2 separate regions of the Canis lupus genome follow, and region 1 is linked to region 2. Evidence: chromatin contacts called from public Hi-C data. All regions are on one chromosome and are shown on one strand. Each heading gives the region's core, a stretch centred on a gene start, on an enhancer-like site or on the middle of the called end of the contact. The rest is flanking DNA. Distances are from core to core; before and after follow the strand shown.

Evidence for each region. Hi-C and Micro-C count contacts between places; a contact is called where the count stands out from the background.
Region 1: a Hi-C map of amygdala shows a contact between it and region 2, with 7 times the contacts expected there. The contact joins two enhancer-like sites. A contact is called at or near these places in 7 of 9 Hi-C or Micro-C datasets (amygdala, blood, liver and 1 more).

Annotation. Positions count from the first base shown.
Region 1 is chr35:12,421,791-12,428,327 of UU_Cfam_GSD_1.0, forward strand. No RefSeq gene overlaps it. Among named protein-coding and RNA genes, the nearest start is that of TMEM170B, 33 kb to the right of the region's middle. Within about 2 kb of position 3,366, at least 8 of the 20 cell types and tissues checked have an H3K27ac peak or open chromatin away from gene starts, as enhancers often do.
Region 2 is chr35:12,118,944-12,125,593 of UU_Cfam_GSD_1.0, forward strand. No RefSeq gene overlaps it. Among named protein-coding and RNA genes, the nearest start is that of SMIM13, 36 kb to the left of the region's middle. Within about 2 kb of position 1,753, at least 3 of the 20 cell types and tissues checked have an H3K27ac peak or open chromatin away from gene starts, as enhancers often do.

The sequences.
Region 1 (6,537 bases), core at 2,116-4,615, 300 kb after region 2:
TCTTTCCATTTTAGTGGAAATAAAGCTTCCAGGACAACTGATGCCTGTAAACAGACCTTTGGAAACCTAAGGCATGGCTGCGATTTCTCAGGAAGATGATAGAAAAGCGGAGTTGGGGACTGGTCCCAGGCTGGCCCAGGAGGATGGCGCACACAGAGGCAGGGCTGCTGACAGCGGAGCTTTCAGGAGGAAAAAACCAGAAACACTATGAGACTGCTCTCTTCTGTGTCCAAGGGCATCTTGAGGGATGAAGGCTCACAGATGACGTCAGGGGCCGGCCTAGGGCAGTCAGGCCTTGTCCCCCCAGACAAGGGCAAGATTGCAACAAGAAAATCCGGTAAATAATGTTTTAAAGGCCAGGCAACGTAAGCCTGGGCCGTATCCCTGAGGCTAATCCAGTCTCCCAAGAGGAGCCTGGTGAGAGCTGGAACTAGACAGATGGCCAGGGAGAAGCTAGAACAGATGTCAAAGTGTCAAAGCCACAGAGATGTGATTCCATGTGTCAGTCACACGGTAGAGTCACAGCCTGTAGACTGTAATTTCCAGAATGCTTGTCCTTCTAGCCCCAGCTTGATGCTCACCTGCGGAAGTTAAGCAACCTCTCTCCAGCCTCAGCATCCTCCACTTTAAACCAAAGATGGTGAAAGTGCCCACCGCAAGGCCTGTGTGAGGATGAGCAGTGATCAGATCATAAATACCCGGGGAGGGCAGCTAGCACTATGGATGCAGGACTTTTTAGATAGCTCTGTGCCCCCTCATCCTGGGCCACATTTACAGTAAGGGTATTTAAGGATATAATGGGGTGGGGTTGCCACTCACTCAGCAAATCCTGAATTACACACTGGATTTGTAGGATGGGGGTTTATAGTTGCAAACAACCCCATGCTGGTCTGGGAACTGGCTTGAGCTGAGCCTGCTGGGGTAGACATCAGTGCGCCCCATGCTTGGGGAGAGAAAGGCAGTTTGAGTATGGGATTGGAGCCTCATAGACTTTCCCCCAATAAATTGTGAAGTAAAACTGGAAATAGGTTGGCACAAAGCATAGGAAATGTGAAAATGGTCAGCTCAGGATAATTTGAGAGACTTTTGACCATGTCATCTCCAAATACCCCTTGCCTTCCCACCCCATAGAATTCCTGCCTGGTGATTTTATCTGCTGAGTGTCCTGAAGAGGCAACTAAGAAAGGAGTCTTCCCTGGGGATGGGGATTATTAAAATGCGTCTTTAAGCAGGAAGCAGAGAGATTCAGGGGGTTGGGGTGCATAGAATGCTTCACCCTGTTCTATCCCCTTAGCACCATGTTGGTATATAAAGACATGGTGATGGTCCTTGTTGGGATAAAACATGAAACAGATGGCTTTCCAGGTTGCAAACAGAATTACTGGAATTTCTGTGTTTATGATAAAGTTCTTCATGATTTGGTCAACATCACATATGAGGTCTAGCAAACGTCCCCCAATCCCTCCTCATAATTATAAGCATAGAGCACAGATCCTTCTAGTAGTAGTGCCACCGTGTTTAGCTTTCCCCTCTTCTGCGGCTGTCCCTATCTGAACTCAGAAGCAGCAGGGGAAATGAATCCCCCTCTCCCTCACTCAGAGCCAATCTTCCCACACCACTAGAATTCAAAAGGCCTATGTGGGCAGGTCTAATGAAAAGTGACAGACATAGGCCCAGCCTTACCAAACCACAGTGAAGAAAATCGGGCTAGGGTTGTAATGCAAAAAGGAAAAGAATGTGAGGGAAGGGGCCCAGCAAGGAGAAGAGGAGACCAGTGCCCTTGGAGAAATTATTTACCTCCAGGTGGCCAGGTCGGAGGCAGTTCACTAGCACCTGCTGTGATGCCAAAAAATTCCACATCTCATGGAACAGTGTTGCAAGACCCCTCGCTGCAAAATAACAGGGAAAGGACATGGCTCGGGGAGCTGAGTGCAAGTCCAGATAGAGATGAGGTTGGCCTGCCCCTGAGGACATTCTAACATTTATGGCTTGGGGGGTGGAAGTGGGGGAAGGTTGTGGAATATGCTAGTTTCCTATAGAAAGGGGTGGACACCCGAAACGACTGGCCTTGCAAGTGGGCCTCTGCTCTGCCTCTCCCAAATCTCAGGAACCTTCTTCCACCCCAGAAAGGCCATCATACCAGAAAACTGCATCCAGGGACTCCATCCCTCAGAAACAGGCTCCTGTGAAAAACTTCTAGCCTGCTTAAAGATTCTGAACCCTACTGTAACCCATTCTAGATTCAACTACTGAAAAAACAAAACAAAACAAAACAAAAACAAAAAACAGGTGCAGAGACTAGGTGCCCAATTGCTCTTGCCATTGTGGAGTTCATTGTATTGGGACACATCCACAGGGCAGGCTCAAGATTGAGGAGCAAGTGGTTTATGAGAAGAAAGTCATCCCAGAGAGAGGCACATAGATTTGGGCCAGAGGATATGGTCTTTCATCATCTCGGGAGGGGTTGGGAGGCAGGAGGGGCTGCTCATGCCTCTGGATGGTCTATCAGGACATCAGGGAAATGAAAAGAGCCCTTGAAGATGAGCCCTAAGAAGTGGTCCAGGCATGGAGGGTGACAGCTCTGGGGACACAGAATGCTAACTTCCTCGGCAGAGTCCACTGACTGTGCTGGCAGCCACTGAGGACATAGAATGAAACAGAAGCTCTCAATGGGGAGCACGAAGGGCCATCCCAGCAGGGACCCGAGTCTTTGCTGTCAGCATCAGTGACCCGGGCACCCAGCCACGCAGCCTCTGGAGTGTAGTGGGTGTGTCACCACCACAATTCGGATCTATAGTGTAGTCTGGGGAGCCAAGAGGCTCCTTAAGAACGTGTGTACGAAACTGCCTGGGAATTTCCAGAGCTCGCTGGGAGGGATCGGAGATGCTCTGAGGCTGTGCAGTCTGCAATTTGTGGTCAAGTCAAAGAGGACAACGTTCGCTGTTACTAGTGTGTTAAAGAAGAGCCTACCCCATATACATCCTGTGAGCACAGAGTGATGAGACATGGCCATAAATTATACCCATACATCACTCTCATCATTTATGGGCGCATGATGGGTTGCAACATTATTCTCCTGACTTTACCATACATGGTGTTTGGTTTGGTTTGAATCCCCAGCACAAGATGCATCGGTCCCATATTCCTTTCTCCCGTGGTTCTCTTTGGGATTGATCAGCATGATGGAAGGTCGGCTGGAGGGAGGTTACGGGAGACTCTCAAAGAATCCGCTCTTCTCTGCCCCCACTTAGCCCCCTCTATACTCCACCAGGCTGCAGTGTCCTGACCTCACAGTGTAACCCTCTGATCAGATAAGCTGACCACAAAACCTTCTATGTTCTCAAGACCAGGGCTCCACTGGAGCCCAGCTGTACTCGAGCCACCCTGCTCGGGGCAGGGGCCAGCCTTCAGGAGTGACACAGAGACTGGCAGGCTGTCACGGTAAGCGCAGGCTGCCAACCCTCTTGGGTTACTAGGAGGGATTATGGGTAAAGTATGTTTTGAATGTTGGAAAGGGGGGAGACCAAAAATGCATTTGGCTCAGACAATTCATTTTAAGGGATTTGGTCCCAAATTTCCTGCAATCATCATCATGGCCCATTTTCACAGTCACTAGACTCTCAAATCCTGCATATACAAAACAAAGAGCTATAAAAGGGGGAAATTTGGGAATTTTTAAGTTAGAGTGGTGGTACAAATGTGACAATAAAACAGTATGGGAAGTAAACTGCAGCAGAGGGACTGCTTCTCTGTGTTTCTACGTATGGCAGAGATTAGGTACAGCACTGTTTGGAAATCATAGCCTTGCAGATCTCTTCTCTTTTTAGGGGATTAAAGCGAATATAACCTGCTCTGCTTACATTTACAGCTGGGGAGGGGAGCGGATTTTCTGGTCTTTTGTTTGCACCTCCAGTCTGGGGGCAGCGTTGTATGGCAAAATAAGCTTCCTTGTTTTTTTAGACCGCGTTTGCAGAGTGTTCTGGAACGCAGCTTCCTTATGCATGCTAGCATACTGGTTATGAAGCCTTTCCCCCATTTTTGCCAAGTTGACCTTCTACCAAGGGACAGTGAAAAATTAGAGGCTGGCTCCTCCTGGAGGCTTGGCTGGAAAAGTACACCTGCTTGCATGCGGCCCTCGGTGCATGGAGGGGGTGCCCTCTAGTGCACAGAGACGGAGGAAAACTAGGAATGAAATGCCAGTTACTAATGTCTTATTAAAACACTAAAACTACAAAATGTCAAAACAAAAGCAAAAAGCGATGCCCTTTCTACAAGCCAGGCGTTGTGCTAAGGGCTGTCTATTGTTGCCTTGGTTGCTGATTGCTGTGGCTTAAAACACTGATGGTTTATTATCTCCCATGGGTTTCTGTGAGCAGGAATTCAGGAACACAGCTGGGGGGGGGGGTTCTGATGTCGGATGCTTTCAGTTGGCAGTGGCATCGAGAAGCCTTGTTCCTTCTGTGTCTGATGGCTGAGCTGCTAATACTGGAAAAGCTGTGGTGGGAACATCCTGAACGTCTCCCTGTCTCTGTGTAGCCCTTGCATGGTATTCCCCAGCATGTCCAGACTATTTTCATGTTGGCTCAGGGCTTCCAAGGTGGTGTCCCACAAAGGAGAGCCCAGAGAAGGAACTGGGTGGCTCAGTGGTTGAGCGTCTGTCTTTGGCTCAGGTTATGATCCCAGCATCCTTGGATCGAGTCCCACATCGGGCTCCTAGCAGGGAAACTGCTTCTCCAGAACTCTGCTTATGTCGCTGCCTCTCTCTGTGTCTCTCATGAATAAATAAATAAAATCTATTTTAAAAATCATCTATATTGTGTGTGTGTATAGATAGATATGCACACACATGCATATATGTGTGCACATATACAGTTCCCTACTTATGTTAGTTAGACTTATGATTTTTCAATCTTATGATGGTCTGAAAGTGATATGCATTCAACAGAAGCCATACTTAGAATTTTGAATTTTGATCTGCTCCCGGATTAGCAACATGCAGCTTGATCCTCTTTCGCAATGATGCTGGGCAGTGGCCACAGCTCCCAGTCAGCCGCTTGCTCACCAGGGTAAGCAAGCAATACGCTGGCAGCCATTCTGTACCCAGACAACCATGCTATTTTTCACTTTTGGTACAGTATTCAATAAACTACATGAGATGGTCAACACTTTATTATCAAGTAGGCTTTGTGTTAGATGATTTTGCCCACCTGTAACTGTTCTGAGCATGTTTAAGGTAGGCTAGGCTGAGCTATGATGTTTGAGCATTAAATACATTTTCAGTTTGTGATACTTTAAATTTGTGATGGGTTTGTTAGGACAGAACCTTATTGTAAGTCACGGTGGATCTGGGAAGAGAGAGAGGGAGGGAGAGAAGAGGATTTATTATGAGGAATTGGGTCACTTGGTTATGGATGCTGAGAAGTCCCATAATCTGCTATCTGCAAGCAGGATACCCAGCAAAGCCCTTGGTGTAATTCCAGTCTGAATCTGAAGGCCTGAGAACCAGGAGCTCAGTGGTGCGCCTCCCAGTTCAAGGGCAGGAGAAGACTGATATCTCATCACAAGCATGCAGGCAGGAAGCAAAAGGGGAACACATTTCTTCTTCCTTGGCCTTTAGTCCTGTTCAGGCTCTCAACAGATTGCATGCTGACCACTCCCACTGGAAGGACAACAATCTTCTGAGTCCACTGACTCAAATGCTAATCTCATCCAGAAACACCTTCCATATACACACCCAGAAATAATGTTGAATCTGGCATTCTTTGGCTTAGTCAGCTTAACACATAAAATTAACCATCATCAAATCATTCTTATTTTTCAGGATTTCTGTAATCTTCATTATTTTGTGTACAACTACGTTTCTGATATTATGGTAGTCCTTCTGTAAAAGATTAAAAAAAATTTTTGGCACAGGTGCACTGGTAATGAATTCTTTAAGCTTTAGTTTGTTCAAAAACAATATTTGTCTTCATTTTTGAAAGATACAGAATTCTGGGTTGATAAGTTCTTTTTCTTCTTTTCTTCTGGTGCTTTAAAGATGTCACTTCATTGTCTTCTGGGTTGTATAGATTCTAAGGAGAAATCTGCTATAATTTTATTTGGACTGTCTTCAAATTTTTCTCTTTATCTTTGGTTTCCAGCAGCTTGATATTATTTGTCCAGGTGGATTCTTTTTTCTCATACATGCTGTGTGGGCTTCCCTGTACATTTGGTATATGCATATCGAAGTCTTTCATTACTTTAGTTAGCTCTACAAATGCTTTGGCTGCCTTCTCTCTTCTATACCTTGTGTGGCATCTGATTTCTCTCCCCCTCATGCTTTACTCCAGGGTTAAAGTGCTTGCATTCGTAGAGAGGCCTATCTTTCTTTAAATGTCAGACTTCTTGGTTATTCTGCAACCCTGGTTCTCTAATGTATTCAAAAAGAGTTGTAATCTTACAGATTATCTGGCATTTTCTTGTCATTATGGTAGAAGTTATATTTTCTTTTTTTTATAATAAATTTATTTTTTATTGGTGTTCAATTTACCAACATAC
Region 2 (6,650 bases), core at 503-3,002:
CTTATTACCATCCATAAGCATTGTCGTGTATTGGCCACAAGGCGGGGTGGGGGGCTTCTGGGATTACACTTCTCTGCCTCATTTTGCATCTGTAAAATGGGTGTAGTAAACCTACCTATCTCATTGGGTTTTTGTGAGGATTAATGAGTGATTACGCTCAAAGCGTTTAGAAACAGTACCCAATGGGGGCGCCTGGGTGGCACAATCCGTTAAGCATCCTATTCTTGCTCTTGGCTCAGGTCTTGATCTCGAGGGTGTGAGTTCGAGCCCCGTGTTGTGCTCCATGCTGGGGTGTGGAGCCTACTTGAAAAGGAAAAAAGAAAAGTAAGAAAAAAACAGTGCCCAGTGTATCCCGACTGTTCCCTACCATAATACAGGGATCACTGCAATGATGGTTTGTCTTAAATCCGCGATAGCCCCTCTCAAGTCTTTCCTCCTTGTCATCACCAGAATGAGCATTTTGAAACTCAGACGTGACCCTGTAGTCTCCTTGCTTGTGATGTGAACGGTTTCCCGTTACTCCTAGGGTTAAAAGTCTGTAACACACCCAGTGACCCGCTACCAGATCTCATTTACCAGCCTCATCTCCCAGCACGGCCCCCCACTCTCTGCACCCTATGGCATTGTGGGCTGCCCCCCAGCACCCCACACCTTCTTCTGTCGCATGATCCTGGCCCTGACTTGAACCCTTGCCTCCCCTCCCCTCGTGCGCTGGTCATTCACCATTATTTCCCCTCACAGGTCCCCTTCTCAGGGAAGCTCCTCTCAACATCACCCTCCTCCCCTTTCCGGGCAGTTCATTTGTTACCTAGAAGTCTTCCTCTCCTCCAGGGGCCCCACCCAATTAAACATTCGCTGGCAGATTTATTTGATTAATCACCATCATCCCCACTGTGTTGAATTCATATTTCAATATAAGGCCGAACCTCTAGGGAAATTAATTACGTTCTAACCGGCAAGCTGCCTAACATTCCATCTTTTAGTTGGAATCTCAGCCTCAAATCAGAGGCCTAATTCCTGCCTTATCCACGTCTCCCGAAAACGGTGACTGTTATCTTTAGGCGCCAACCACCAAAGTAGATGTTCATGAGATGCTTATTTCGCAAGCCCCTAATTCTGTGTGTTCTGTGTCCCTCCTCCATCCCTCCGGAGACCCAAAGATCCTGTTGAAAGAGCAGCTTTTGGCCACACGATGGCGACAGATTTCAAGCATTTAGGGGAGTGGTTTTTTTATTTTTATTTTTTTCTATTCCTGGCTGGGGTGTGTGTTCCTTTGGGCTGGCGTTGATGGGTTTGATAATTACAAGGCATCCTGCTCTGCATCACAGATATTTTACTTAATCCCCTTTGCTTAAAGCAGCTAAGGTTGAACTCATAAATTGATCAAACGGAAGCATTTTGGAGAGCGAAGGGGAGGGGAGGGGGTTATAGTCATCATGGGGCCAGGACAAGGGACAGAAACCAGGGCTGTTCTGGCCACACAGGGACATCTTTCCTCTTCATCTAAAGCTGAGGCGACAGTCGTCCCGCTGCTTCCAACTGATGAGAGCTGGAAGGCAGAGAAAGAGGAGCGCTCACACATGGCATTTGAACCCCACTTCCCAGTGTCTAGCCCCCGAAACCAGGCAGTTTCAGAAAATGAGTGATGGATGAGTGAGATGTTCTTGGAAATCGGAAGGCTCTGTGTTGGTGGCGCCTTCCATGTGCACCATCCTTTCTTGATGTATGGCCTTCCTCCAACCCCGCAGCTTTGTGAGCTGTGAGGAAGTCAGGGGAAACATTAGCTGGACCTCCCAGGGAAGGAAACTGAGGTTCAGGGAGGTAAAGTCGCTTGGCCCTGGATGTGGTGAGCGCCGAACCCTCGGCTTCTGCCTTGTTGCTTAGAGAAAGGAAGCACAATTGCCTTTTCACATAAAATGTCCAAATAAAACAAAACCCAAACGAGCAAAGACCAATCACCCAGGAGGTCATTTAGCACAAAGGGAAATGAATCCGTGTTTGAATGCAAACGCAAGGTGAAGCCCTCATTTATGGGAGCAGACAGAGCAGGACGGATTGAGAAGGTCCTGGTGTCTCTCTTCTTCTGTTTCCTCCCCCACTCCTCAACAGGACAATGGGCCTTTGTGTCCTGGTGCTGGCTTTCCCTCCCGGCAGGTGTAGGCTCCCCAGGGTTCTAACTCTGGGTTGTCCACCAGGGAGCAGGACTTGCAAAGGGTTGGTAGAGAAAAGACATTCAGGGAAGGTGATCCAGGGGCCTGTGGAGAAACGCAATTGGATTCCCAAGGATTGGAAGCAGAAGCGTGCACCTGATTCTCACAGGTCCCGGGGAGGTAGCAGGTGCGGTGGGGATGCTGGCCACTACTTGGAATCTGAGCCCTAAGCTCCGGCTTTGAAAACTGCAGCCAGGTTTTCCATGGTGCATAGTGAAGCTGTGTGTGTGGCTCTCACAGGGGGCCAAATGATGAGCATTCTCTCTCTCTTTTAAAAAATTTTTTAAAAAGATGTTATTTATTTGAGAGAGGGAGCGAGAGCCAGAGAGATCACAGAGGGAGCAGCAGCCTTGCTACTGAGCAGGGAGCCCGATGCGGGTCTCGATCCCAGGACCCCGAGATCATGACCTGAGCTGAAGGGAGGTGCTTCGCCGACTGGGCCACCCAGGCGCCCCATGGTCATGAGCATTCTCAAAGGCGACCCTGTTGGACTGAAGCGTAAAGGCCTTTGCTAACTTCTCGGGATCGTGGAGGACCCTGTGGGCTCTTAGGGAGGAGATGTGTTTGCCAATAATGACTAAGGCCCAATGTCTCACCGACCGTGGCAAATAGACTGAGCATCAAGTTCATTTGATTTAGACACAAAACAATTCAAAACAAAGTACATAAGGAGTCTTGCCCTGAGTGTTGTCCCGTCACTTCACAGCCATTAATGATAACGTGTACCAACAGGCTCTCGGCCCTCCTGCTCAGACCCAGAAAAGAAACAGAAAGAAACCCAGGGCCCTGGCCTCTCTCACCCTCCTCTCCATCCCGAACCACTGGTTCTCTAGCACTGTGCTCTGTGCTGCTGCAAAAACCTATCACTGTGCCCGGAGACCTTCTCTGTCCTTTAATTCCCCCCTGAACAACCGCCTCTTCCATGCAGCCTTCCTTGTCCCCTGTGCTCCTGTGGCCTGGCGTGGGATCCTCTAGTAAAGTACTTCTCACCGGTGGGTCCTGCTCCGCCAGCGTTTTCAACAAGGAAAACCACGGGGATGCTTTCTAAATGCAGATTCTTGGCCCTTCCTCTTTTCAGTCCACTGACTTCAGAACCTCGAGGAGATTGGAACAGAGAATCTGCATTTTTAGCAGGGTCCCCCCCAGGTGATTACTATCCTTTTTATTTTTTTAAACCACCGCCCTTCCCCCACCGCCCTGCCCCATACTGGGTCAAATCATGTCCTTCTAAAACTCACGTTCACCTGGGTCTTGCAAATGAGACCTTTTTTGGAAGTGGGATCTTTGCAGATGTCATCATGCCAAGATGAGGTCATGCTAGATGAGGCTGGGCCCCAGTTCAAGGACTGGTGTCCTTGTGAGAAGAGGGAAACTCTCACGTACCAAGGCACAGAGGCAATACCACGTGAAGGAGGAGGCAGAGGTCCCAGTGATGCACCTACACGCTGCAGAACGCCAGGGACCGCCTGCGACCTCCAGAAGCTCAGAGGCACCAAACAGCTTGTCCCTCAGATCTCAGAGAAAAGACTCAGGCCTGCCCACACCTTGCTTTCGGACTGGCAGCCTCCAGAACCTTGAAGGAATGTGTTCCTGTTGTTTTAAGCCTTGGAGTCTGTGGTCCTTTGGGAGGGCAGCCCTAGGAAATAAATAACAGCCTCCCCTCCACTACCTTCCATTGTCTTGATTAAATTGTCTTTGTTTCCCCTTTCCTGCTGCAGGAAGTTACACTTCCTATTCAGATTGCTTCAGTGCTGTGGTGCACCTACGTGAAGTTTTCAGTGGGCCCGTGGAGGATCTCTTGGGGGACATCCCTTTCCTCCCTTGTCTTTGGGAGGCTGAGCCCATCTCTCTCTGTAACAGTGAAAGAACCTGCTGCCTCCTGGGCAGCTGCCCTGTGCTCGCATTGTCACCAGGGTAGGAGCTGGGGGCCCCACTGCAGGAGCCCCCCCTCCACCCCTCTCCACTCCCCACTGCTCCAGGGCAACCTTGCTCTGGGTCAGCCCTGTGTGCTGCCTGCCAGTGTGATGCCCCAGGCAGTGCTGGCAGGGTGTGTAGGGTGCTGCGTGCGATGTCATGCCACAGCGGTGCAGGTGAAGAAGGTGACATGTCCTCCCTGGGCCAGCTCTGCAGCCTGCCTGCAGCGCTGGGCCTACCTGAGATGCCCCAGCTACCTGTGAGCTACCCGACTTTTTTTTTTTTTTTTTAAGATTTTATTTATTTATTCATGAGAGACACAGAGAGAGAGAGAGAGAGAGAGAGAGAGAGAGAGAGAGAGAAGCAGAGACACAGGCAGAAAGAGAAGGCTCCATGTGGGCAGCCCGATGCAGGACTTGATCCCAGGATCCCAGGATCACAACCTGAGCCAAAGGCAGATGTTCAACTGCTGAGCCACCCAGGTGCCCCTACCCGATGTCCTTTTAATCAATCTCTTTCCTAGTTCCCTCAGCCCCTGGTGGCTTTTGTTGCCGGCAGCTAAAAGGCCTGATTGTGGTGAGTGGACATTTGTATTCTTTTGTTTTTTCTTTTTTAAAAAAAATTTAAAATTTAAAATTATTTAAAAATGTGTGTTCAGCAAAATCTAAATAAAGATAGACAGTAATGTTCCCTCCTCAGTGGCAGGACCTTGGGAGTCGGTAAGGATTCCATCCTCTCCATCTTTCATGCTATGGTGGTTGAGTGTGTTTGTTCCCCCCTAATTTTAACAAAGAAATTATTATTAGTCATCATTATTATAGCTTCAAGAGTTTAGGCTTCTTTCATTATGCCAGCATATTTACCCATTTCTTTTTCTTTTCTTTTTTTTTTTTTTAACCCATTTTTTTTACTCTTTATTGTTTCTTGCAATCCATTCTTCTTTCTGGGTTCAATTTATTTTCACCCAAGACTACCTCCTTCAGAATTCTGTTCCCTTGCCAGGTTCCTGGGTGGCTCAGTGGGTTAAGTGGCCAACTCCTGGTTTTAACTCCGGTCATGATCTCAGGGTTCTGGAATGAGCCCTGCACCAGTCTCCCTGCTCAGCAAGGAAGTCTACTTGGGATCCACTCTTTCCGTCTACAAACTGCCCCCCCCCCCCCCCGCCATGCATGCTCTCACAGGCGCTCTCTCTCTCTAAAATAAATAAATAAAATATTTTAAAAATTCCCTCAGTGGAAGTCTTCACATGGTGCACACTCTATCTTGGTCTGGATATATATTTTTTTATCTTGCCTTCCCTCATGACACAAACTGCAAATAGAATTTTAGATTGGAAGTATTTTTCCTCAGCACTTTGAAGTTAAGATTCCATTGTCTTCTGGCTAATATTGTTGCAGAAATTAGGAAAGCTCTAAATGATCATCCCTTTGTAAGCTGCCTTCCCTGCCCCCCAACATACACCAGTCTCTTTGCTGTCTTACAGTTTTATACCACCATGTTCCTGTGTGTTCGATTCATGTTGCTCGGGAGTTGTGGTGCTTCTTAGGTCCTTCTTATTTCTGGAAAATTCTCATTCATTGCCTTGAAATCATTTGTCCTCCATCCTTTCTAGTCTCTCTGGGGCCTCTGAGTAGACTAATGCTGGATCCTTTGTACTTTTCAACTCTTTCTCTGTGTGCTCCTTTTTATCATATTTCCTCATGGTTCCCTTTCAGTTTGTTAATTCTCTCTTCACCCATGTCTAATTGATTTAACCTTTCAATTGAGTTCCGTTTAAATTTTCATTTCATTGTCTATATGCATACACAAAATTATATTTTATATAAATATATCAGTGTGACCTTGTCAAACGTGTGTGTGTGTCTCTTATGTAGCTCCTTCTTTCAGTCCTATACTCTTGATCCTGTCCCTATTCTGTGTAATTCATGTGAACAACACAGTGTATGTTGTCACATGTGTTTTCCTTGGTCATATCATCTTAAACGAAGCCTCTCTATACAAATATATATGACATATGGTTATTATTTATTTTACAAAAATAGAATTGTACACTTGCTTCCTGATATATTACTCAAAGATACCTCATGGAAGTCCTTCCAAATCTACTGGTAGAATGTTAATTCATTGCTTTTAAGACTTGCTTACCATTGCCATGGTATGAGCATACTATAATTTATTCAAACATGCTTCAACAATTGACTTTCATTTTGCTTGTTCTTATAAGCAGTGTTCTAGTATGCACTGTTGTACAAATAACGCTACAGACTCGTGCCTTTATTTCCATGGGATGGATCAAGGGTCAGCAAACTTACCCTGAAAAAGGCCAGGGAGTAAATATTTTAGGCTTGGTGGGTTGTGCAGTCTTCTTTTTTTTTTTTTTTTTTTTTGTGCAGTCTTCTCTTACCCCTGCCTTTGCCCTGAAGCAGTTGTAGACAATATATAAACAAATGAGTGGCTGTGTTCTAATAAAACCTAATTTGTAAAACCTGGTAATGGGTTAGACTTGGCCCACAGCCATGGTTTGCT